Regions from separate parts of the Rattus norvegicus genome. Here regions 2 and 3 are each linked to region 1. Evidence: chromatin contacts called from public Hi-C data. All regions are on one chromosome and are shown on one strand. Each heading gives the region's core, a stretch centred on a gene start, on an enhancer-like site or on the middle of the called end of the contact. The rest is flanking DNA. Distances are from core to core; before and after follow the strand shown.

Region 1 (3,243 bases), core at 492-2,991:
TACTGTCATAAAGTAGCAAAAAAATGATTTTGTGGCTGGGGGGGTCACCACAACATGAGGAACTGTATTAAAGGTCACAGCGTTGGGAAGGTTGAGAACCACTGGATTAAAGGAAAGGGCATGGAGCTAAACCCTGTGTATGATTCTAGACATCAGCCCTGCTTCCACACTTTGCTGCAGCAGTACTCCAGGAAGCACAGGCTTAGACAAATACAGGAAGGAAGACGCTTGTCTGTGGCAAATCCTAGGAATTTGGCCTCGTTCACCTGCGGTATCCCACTCTTTTCCTATTATTGAAGAAAACAAGTGATAGTCCCAAGCATGGTTGAAGAATGTTCAGTGTGATGCAAAATGGTCTGTAGATCACAGTAAAAGGCAGAGCTCATCCTTTTCCATTGAAGATGTCAAGATGGTAGACAGGCATCCAGCCTTAAGTGCTCTTTGCCTTGAGGCAGGAATAAAAGCAGTGCAGTTTGAACCTTTTCAGATATTGACAAGCAGAATATCATTATCCCCTGATATTTTGCTGCTGATGTCCACTAAATTTTCCTCCTGTTTTTCCCCCTTTGCTCTCCAATACTCTGATGAAATATTTACTCCACAAAATGCTGCAAGCACTTTGTTTTCTTTGAGCTGCACTAGTGGACAAGGTGCAGAGTGCATAAATTACTATTCAATGCTCATCATAGGTGGTGATGATGGCGATGATGATGGCGATGACGAAACTTCCGGTTTTAAAAGAAAATTTGGGGACTTTCAAATGGACTCGGCCTGACCTTTGCTAAGCCATGTCAAAAGGTGGAGTCCCCTACTCTAATGTAAAGTCTACAAAAAGCTACAAAACCACTCACCATGCGTTTCTCCTCCAAACTGAGACAAATTGCACAGGACTAATTTAAACATGAAAACATATAGCTCTCAGGTTTCCATATATACCTGGTTATGCAGAAAGGGACAGTTTATAGGACCACACAGTTTGTCTATTCTTCACACGTTCTCTAATTCTATTTTATTATAATGCTGCACTTAGATTAAGTTTTGTAAAAAACAATAGAAATCTAGAATGTAAGCTGATTTCATAAAACAAAGCACCATGCATTTATAGATCGTTCCTAAAATTTTCTAAATGTAGGTATGGTTTATTTATGACAGCAAAATGCACAAGGTGGTGTCTTCGCTCATTTAGGGTTTAACTAAGTCAGCTTTCAAATCCTTTTTATTTTAGTTAACCTAAACCCTTCTTAAAGAGATTCACAAAGATTTGGTGAGATTATGGAAGTAACTCTCTGAACAAGACACTGTGAGCTTTCTAGGATTATAAGACATCTTTCTGCCTCAACCTACATAGTCAATGTGTTCCTTAAGAGTAAGACATGAAAATCCTTCTGGTGGATTGACTGCTTTGCATAATATTTGTGTGTGTTTCCTAAATCCTGCAACAGATTTTTTTTTAGGCTGATTCACATTCTCGTGTGTTTTCTGTACTAAGGAGAAACACACAAACAATTGAAAAATTGCCCAACCAGGACAATTGGGTTAACTGAGGAGATGAGATTGCCCACATCCCAGAAAGGACATCCTTGTCTGCCTTGTCCTACAGTAAGATAAGGAACAATGCACTGGGTGGAATTCTCAGAACGACTGGAATATTCTACCTCAGGGAAGACTGAAAGATGAAGAGGTCTTTCATGAGCCTGGAAACCCCCACAATACATGACTGTGTTCAGTCCGACACTGGTGAATGTGGCCATTATCTAAGGATATGAGGCCTGTGGAGATTAATAATTCAGTCACCTCTCTCTGCCCTCCACTTAATAGCTGTCATTTGGGTTTGGGCCACAGCTGTCCTTGCGGTTTTCAGAGGGCGTGCTTTCCTGTTGCTTGGCCTGGGCCCACCCATGGTGACTGCCCGGGATGGTGCTAGATATATCCTGACAATCATGCCTCATTAGGAATATTCCAAAGAACACATCGTATAAACATATATGTTCCTGGAATACTTGTTTCCCTGGCTTTGCAATAGCTCACCACATAGACCCTTTTCTATTGAACCAAAAGTTTTTGTGTTGAATAGGATATTAAAATGAGTAAGTATGACTGGTTCCTGTAAGATAAACATCTTGTTTATCTCAGTTAGCTTTCCTCTTTCAGTGGTGTATTCTTTTCTCCTGAAATGGTGAAGACATACTTGAGCACACAGTCAAAACATGAAGAAAGTTAATGAACCATGCAGTGTCATTATGGTAATCCGGATGTCAGTGAGTAAGTGCCAGTGTTCTGTGAATGACAAACACAAACACCGAGAAGAGGGTTTCCTCCCTCTATTTGGTGTCTGCAGATGTGTGGTCCTCCTCATCAGCGCTGAGGAATGTGTTTGCATGCTTTCTTGAAATGTGGTAAACTGACCACCAACCTACAAGCAATGCTAAGGCTTGTGTATGGAAATGGCCACAAAGAGCCGATGATTCATAATGATAGAAGGGCCCATTCCAAATGTTTAGGCTTTATTAGCAGGTATTGAAGAAAGCTTAATTTTGAACCTCTGACTTAGACTTTTCTGGAACCATAAAAGTAATTTCTAGTAAAGTCATTTGTCCTCATTTGTTCACATTTTTTTTGGACATTTAGTATCCTATTTTCCATTATCAAACACACACACTCACACATACATGCATGCATACATACATACACACACATATGCATACACATACACACATACACACATGCACACATATACACACTAACACATACACACATATTTATACATACATACACACTCACAGAGCATACACATACATGCACACACACACTAACACATACATACACACATAGATGCATAAACACTCACACATACATGAATATACTCACATGTACAAATACATATATGTGCACACATACATACACACATATACTCACACACATTCACACATACACACACATACACACACATGCACACACACTAACACTATGCACACACAGATACACGCACACACACATAGAGGCACACATACATTCAAAAACACATACATGCACATATACACATGTATACATACATATACACATTCACATACGGGTACACACTCACACATACATGCACACACACTCACCCTTTTCAAAATGAAGTAGCAAACAGAATCTACATGGTGATGAGGCCAGATTCTTTCCCACAAGTCGGATGCACAAGACTGCAGTGAGATGAGCTCCTAGACTGCTCTTACGTACTTGGTGTCTGACCCCGCCATT
Region 2 (3,532 bases), core at 806-3,305, 84 kb before region 1:
GAGTGAGATGAAACTACAGAGTAGTTTAAATTTGCATTTTCCTGATAGCTGATACTTTTGAAAACTTTTCCACGTATTTACTGGCCTATTGAGAGTTTCTTCTGAGTTCCTTCTTGTTTAGTGGCTTTGTATTCTTTATGTATTCTGAATATTAATCCTCTATCACGTGTTTGTCATCATTTAGACTGCCTCTTAACTCAATTAGTGGTTCCTTTTTTGACATAGAAGCCTTATAATTTCGTGGGTCTCATTTGTCAGTTATTGGACTTGTTTCCTCAGTGACTAGAATCCTATCAAGAATATTCTTACCTGTGTTTATGACATGGTCTTCATGCTTCTCCTCTAGCAGTTTCAGAGTTGCACATCTTTTGTTAAGATTTTTTTTTATCCATTTAGGGTCAGTTTCCATGTGAAGTGGGGATAAGGATCTACTTTCACTCTCCTACATAAAAATATCCAGTTTCCCAGTATCATTTGTTAAAGACAGTCTTTTTTTCCAATATGTAGTTAGATCATCTTTGTCAGAAATAATATGGCTGTAGCTGCTGTCACTATGGCTCTGTTGGACAGCCTGAAATTAATTATATGTATGCAGTGTGTTGTGTGTTATGTGTTGTGTGTGTGTGTTCATGTGTGTGTGTTCATGTGTGTGCATCTATTACACTGATTATTTAGTGGGAATTTTACAACATTTATTTGGAGTTCAGTGAAGCACTGATTGTGAAAAATTGTCAAGTTTGAGTACTATAGAAAATGCAGAGATACATGATGGACGTGGTGATGGACGTGATGGAAGTGATGATGGATGTGATGGATGTGATGGACGTGATGATAGATGGATGGAAGTGATGATGGACATGATGATGGAAGTGATGGTGATGAACATGATGGACATGATGATGGAAGTGATGATGGACATGATGACGAAAGTGACGATGGACATGATGATGGAAGTGATGGCAGTGATGGACATGATGGACGTGATGATGGACGTGATGATGGAAGTGATGATGGATGTGATGGTGGAAGTGATGGATGTGATGGATGTGATGGACGTGATGATGGAAGTGATGATGGACATGATGGAAGTGATGGCAGTGATGGACATGATGGACGTGATGATGGAAGTGATGATGGAAGTGATGATGGACGTGATGGTGGAAGTGATAGATGTGATGGATGTGATGGACGTGATGATGGAAGTGATGATGGAAGTGATGGAAGTGATGATGGATGTGATGATGGAAGTGATGGATATGATGGATGTGATGGACATGATGATGGGCATGATGGACGTGATGATGGATGTGATGATGGAAATGATGATGGACGTGATGGTGGAAGTGATAGATGTGATGGATGTGATGGACGTGATGATGGAAGTGATGATGGAAGTGATGGAAGTGATGATGGATGTGATGATGGAAGTGATGGATATGATGGATGTGATGGACATGATGATGGGCATGATGGAAGTGATGATGGATGTGATGATGGAAATGATGATGGACGTGGTGGTGGAAGTGATAGATGTGATGGATGTGATGGAAGTGATGATGGATGTGATGATGGAAGTGATGATGGATGTGATGGTGGAAGTGATGGATGTGATGGACGTGATGATGGACGTGATGATGGACGTGATGATGGACGTGATGATGGAAGTGATGGAAGTGATGATGGATGTGATGATGGAAGTGATGATGGACGTGATGGTGGAAGTGATGGATGTGATGGACGTGATGATGGAAGTGATGGAAGTGATGATGGATGTGATGGACATGATGATGGACATGATGATGGACGTGATGGTGGATGTGATGGTGGAAGTGATGGATGTGATGGACGTGATGATGGACGTGATGATGGACGTGATGATGGATGTGATGGTGGAAGTGATGGATGTGATGGACGTGATGATGGAAGTGATGGAAGTGATGATGGACATGATGATGGACGTGATGGTGGAAGTGATGGATGTGATGGACATGATGGACGTGATGATGGATATGATGAAAGACATGATGATGGATGTAATGGAAGTCACGGACATGATGGACGGGATGATGGACATGATGGACGGGATGATGGACGTGATGGATGGGATGATGGACATGATGATAGATGTGGTGAAGGGAGAAGCAATGGTTCATTCTGTTCAGAAGAGTTTTATGGTGTCATTCATCTCTAATTAGCTTTTCAAGATGATAGCTGCGGTCAACTTATCTAGTAGGCTCAGTTCTTAGTGACATACTTCAAATACCTGCAAGTCACTCACACTTTTTGTAACATCATCTACCCCCTGTAGCATGTGTTCTAACCATCTGAGTGGCAGCCACAGATTGTGCAGTCCCCAAGTTCACCAAAGAGCTAAAAAAAATTATGGTTATGGTTATGTCTTCCTTTACACAGTTTATAAAATTTGTTTTCTATGGTTGTTGCTCATAAAATGATCTCTTATTCACTTTTTAAATCCACTGAATCAAACAACCCCTTGGCTTCTGGGTACGCACTAAAATAACAGGAAGCTCATTGTTTTAATCGTGGTGTTCATCAAAGGCCTGATTAGAACAAAAAGGCTTTTCACTTCAACATTACAATGGAGGTTCTCTTCAAAATAAAGATTTTCAGGAAAGAAAATTTTTCTGTTACATCACAGCAAGTACCCTTATAAAAAGGATTCTTTATCCGATTTTATTGCTAATATAAAACATTTACAGAAACAAGAAAAATCATCTGGTTTTGTTCTTAAACTGTAGTTATAGTTTTAATAATTTTGTCTCTAAAAATTACCACTTGACTTAATAGTTTTTGTTTGTTCTGAGTTTTGTTTTTGTTTGTTTGCTTACTTTCTTGTTCTGACAGAGACAGACAGACAGACAGACAGACAGAACAGAACAGAACATTTGGTGGGTAGGGAGGAGGTGGAAGACTCTGAGAGGGGTTAAAGGAGGGGAAAAACAGAACCAAAACATGCTATGTAAAACAATTTTAAATAAAAGAATGTTATTTGTACATATCTTCATCTAGATATGCTCTCATTTAATGAATGCCTATACTTTCTTTGAGCAATTACAAAATTGTGGGGAAAATAGTGGCTGAGTAAAGGAAAGCTAAGAAAAATTAGAATTTCTCTTAGTCATTTAGGCTGCTGTAATAAACTACCACAGGCTAGAGAGTTTATAAACTACAGTGGTTCACCCCTCTTAATTTTAAAGGCTGAGGAATCCAGAGGTAGCAGAAAATTTGAGATTTGCCAGTGATCTATTTCCCCATGTATTGATGCCATATTTAAATTCCACATAATGGAAGGCATATTTCTTGGACCTTTTGCTGCTTCTGTTGCTGCTGCTATTGCTGTCGTTGCCATCATCCTCCTCATCCTCCCTCCTCCCCCTGCTCCACTTCCTCCTCCCCCTGCTCCTCCTCTTCTTCTTCCTCCTCCTCTTGGTGTACTTTGTGTTGATGATGATAATGTTGATGATGGTGATATTGTTGTTACTGCTGCTGCTGCTGCTGTATTTAAGAGGAA
Region 3 (3,557 bases), core at 364-2,863, 120 kb before region 1:
CTGTCTCTCTCTGTCTCTCTCTCTGTCTCTCTCTCTGTCTCTCTCTCTGTCTCTCTCTCTCTCTCTCTCTCTCTCTCTCTCTCTCTCTCTCTCTCTCTCTCTCTCTCTCCTCAAATTCATTAAGTAGGGCCAGCAGTGAGCTCCCAGAATTCAGCTGTGTCTGCCCAACCAGTGCTGATATTACAGGCATGCACCTCCATACCCAATAATTTTTAGGTGGGTTCTGGGTATTGTAGTCAGGCTCTTGAATCCCTCAGTGTGGCAAGCACTTTAGTGACTGGGATATCTCTGAACCCCCCCCCCTTTTTTTTTCTTGCTGGCGTGGTCTTTCTATGTAGAATAAACTAACCTTGTACTCCTGTCGGTCTCCCGAGAGCTGGAGTTCCAGACCTTTGTCACCGTGGCAAGCCCCGCTAGTATATTTATGTTAGAATACATGACATGTTCTGGTTTCTACGTGGCTTGAACCTGGTTTTGCGATTTGGCTTTTCTCTAAATTGTGTTTTCTGTTGCTTTTGAGACAAGTCAGTTGTCCAGTGAAGAAAGCTGCGGTAGCTGTAACCTCATACTTCATCAAGTTATCACCTGCACGGTGTTGTCAGGGCAAAATGAAAGATGGCCATTCCGCTGTTGGAGGACCTACATGCGTTTGTAGAAATTAAGACCACGTGAGAATATTCGTAAACAATGAGAGCCACTTAAATTCAGATAAGCCGACAGCTGTGGAGACGTGCGGGCTCAACAACTCCAGCATCTCGTTATATGTGCTATACTCATTTCTAACTTGGATATTGGAACTATTCTTACACTCTACATTATTGACAAGCTAAAATGTATAACCCTCTCATGGAGTCGGTAATTAGATTCATCTGATCCCTAATCAGTAAAAATCTAAAGGACTCGTTAGGTTACCCAGAGTTGTAGAAGGAACCCTTCCAATGTAACTAAAATGAAAGGGAAAGGTTACTGAGTAGCTTCGACCAAATAAGATAAATGGACAGATGCTGTTTCCTGTGTCTCTGGTGTAAACAAGGAAGCTGTCCCAATGGCCTGGCCACAACCTACATGTCCCAAGGCCACAGTCCCTTTTACCCTTGCGTTTTCCCTGAGGGAGAGTTCTGGGTCATAAAAGAGACTCTCGGTATGAATTCTTTCCAGAAATGATTTGAGCACTGCGTTTGTAACAATCTTATTATAAGACGAGCTAACATCTATTATTAATCGGTGCGCTAATTAAAGCCACATTCGCAGTTTCCATTAGCTTATTCCCTAAATTCTCCAGAGTTGGCTGTCTGGTTTTAATCAAAACCAAATGGTAGTCCAAGCTCCCAGGCTGGAGCAGCTAGGAGGAAGTCATGCAGTGGAGGCACAAAAGCAGAGGAGATAAACAGATGAGAGTTCACAAGCTGTCTGGGAAAAAATGCACACAGTCTGCTCGCCACTCTAGAGATGTGATTGAGAGACTCCGCCATACCGGAGGAAGCTTCGCAAGTGTTTAATGTCAGCAGGACTCTAACTTGATGAAGATGGAGTCTGCCTTCTTCCTTTCCAGCCTCACTAGCCGTGCTTGTCTGCAACTGGAGGATCCCTGACTGGAGGTAAGAAGACTCCATGGGCTGTGGCACAAAGTACCCTGTTCTGTTCAGATTTCTGGGGGTGTGAAGGAGAGAGAAGAAGGAAATGCTCTGCTTCCTGGATTCTCGGAATTTTACTTACAGACTTTTCTCAAGTCCAGGATGTAAATTTTTAAGTTATTTTTTAAAGTTCTAAACTTTAGAAGAATTACGGTATTAGAAGTCTCAGCCTTCATCTAGCTGTCTTAGAAAACTTTTGAAATGAGTCTTAGCAGAAGTGTTCTCCCTTTAACACAGTAGAAACGTTGTGCGCGGAGGGGAGAGGCTGCGCTTTCTTTCTTCCTTGTTTTCCACGAGCCCTGTGGGATAGGAAGGACTCTAGGACTTTCTGACGCTAGCTAATCATCTCAAGAGCTTTGACAAACTCACTTCAGTTCTGTGTAAAATCAGAGCTTCAACGCCCAGGCGGCTCTGCTCGGCCCCTCCCCTCCCTCAGCTTCATGCAGGCTTTCTCACATGCAAACTTCTCAGAGGCAGGAAATACTTTGCAGGCAATCTGGGCCTGCTTGTGGAGGCCCCTCTCGCAAAACATCAGTCTGCATTTAGAAGACAGAAGTCACTAGGATCGCCTTGACAGGATCCCGAGTTAGCTGAGGCTCCTTCCAGCTGCAGAGGGTGTTTTCTGTTAGAATCACACACTGCTGTTAAAGAGAGCTGCTGAGAATAGAGCCCGTGACCTCAGCCAGAAATGTGAACTTAGATTTTGGAGACACTAACCGGGCAGACTCTTCTATCCTGGCTGCGACAGCATCATGCTTTGGCGGTAACAGCAACTCCTGACCCAGGTAAGAGGCTGCTGCAACTGTCATGTAGGAGACAGAGCTGGGAACCTTGGCACCTTCGGCCAGCTGTTGATGGCTTTCAGAGCTGAGCCCTGAAAAGCAGAAGGGGAAAATGTGTAGTCAGTTGAAAGCTGCGAGTCAAAATCTTTGTAGCAAAATGTCATTTCTAAAATGTGTTCCGCACAGCTCTAGTCTCTAGCTCTAGTCTCTTTCCCCATACAGAAATGTTTTATTCTGATCTCCTTTTTATTCTTAACTTACTGACCAATTCATCTATAACGCGCCGCTGCCGATAGGTGTAGCACATCTTGAGGCCAATGAATCTTCTCATATTAAAGTGTGAAGCATCAGGAAATCCTTCCTCCTCTCTGTTTTCCCAACAAAAGGAGAACATGATGTTACAACGTTTTTTTTTTTTCTTAATAATGAGCTTTCAAAGAATAATTGGTGTCTTACTGAAAACTATGAAGGTCAACTTCTTTAGTATTTCCCCCAACTATTTTCAGTCACATATCCAATTACTAATACACAACTTAAATTATTATTTTAAGAAAAGTAAAGATGAACACATTTACAAGTTATTTCTGTCTCTACACGTTTAATGTCAGTTTGGGAGCTTAAGTGTCGGAATTGCGTTTGGTTTACATTAAACTTGGATTCGCCGCTCAGATCTTATGGTGTGGGAATGCTCTGTGTTACTGAAGCAAACCGAATAGCTGATGTGATGTGTACGATCCCGTCAGTCATGAGAAAGCTTAGCTGACCACCGTTCATATTTCGAGTCATCGTGAAGTCATATTGTCACCATGCTTCAACTGTCTAAATTTTCTCAATGGCTAAATGTGCGGTCCAGGAGTAAATAAATGTAGCAATGCACAATATAAGCCAATTACAATGACAAAGATGATGCTATATTTAGAAGGAAATTATTTTTGAAAAACTGTATGGAATAGTATGCAAAGAGAACAAACGTTCGTGCCTATCTCAAGATCCATGACACAAACACGAACTGCAGTGAGAGAGGGAGAGCGGTTTTGCCAGTTGGATCATAAGAAATCAATAAGGATGTTAATCATAAACTTCTGTAAAGGACAAGATAACCATTGGCTGTGTTAGCTAATAGAAGTCTTCATTTCTAGCC

What was found. Hi-C and Micro-C count contacts between places; a contact is called where the count stands out from the background.
Region 2: a Hi-C map of Schwann cells shows a contact between it and region 1, with 3 times the contacts expected there. The contact joins two enhancer-like sites. A contact is called at or near these places in 2 of 12 Hi-C or Micro-C datasets (Schwann cells and liver).
Region 3: a Hi-C map of Schwann cells shows a contact between it and region 1, with 4 times the contacts expected there. The contact joins the promoter of Dlc1 here to the enhancer-like site in region 1. A contact is called at or near these places in 4 of 12 Hi-C or Micro-C datasets (the A7r5 cell line, Schwann cells, frontal cortex and 1 more).

Annotation. Positions count from the first base shown.
Region 1 is chr16:62,114,825-62,118,067 of GRCr8, forward strand. All of the region lies in intron 4 of Dlc1 (DLC1 Rho GTPase activating protein), which reads left to right. Among named protein-coding and RNA genes, the nearest start is that of Dlc1, 120 kb to the left of the region's middle. Within about 2 kb of position 1,742, at least 9 of the 93 cell types and tissues checked have an H3K27ac peak or open chromatin away from gene starts, as enhancers often do. A contact at or near this core is called in Schwann cells, where this site is marked.
Region 2 is chr16:62,030,711-62,034,242 of GRCr8, forward strand. All of the region lies in intron 2 of Dlc1 (DLC1 Rho GTPase activating protein), which reads left to right. Among named protein-coding and RNA genes, the nearest start is that of Dlc1, 37 kb to the left of the region's middle. Within about 2 kb of position 2,056, at least 5 of the 93 cell types and tissues checked have an H3K27ac peak or open chromatin away from gene starts, as enhancers often do. A contact at or near this core is called in Schwann cells, where this site is marked.
Region 3 is chr16:61,993,388-61,996,944 of GRCr8, forward strand. It overlaps Dlc1 (DLC1 Rho GTPase activating protein), which reads left to right and starts at 1,614. Exons shown (of 18, transcript NM_001370997.1): 1 at 1,614-2,419.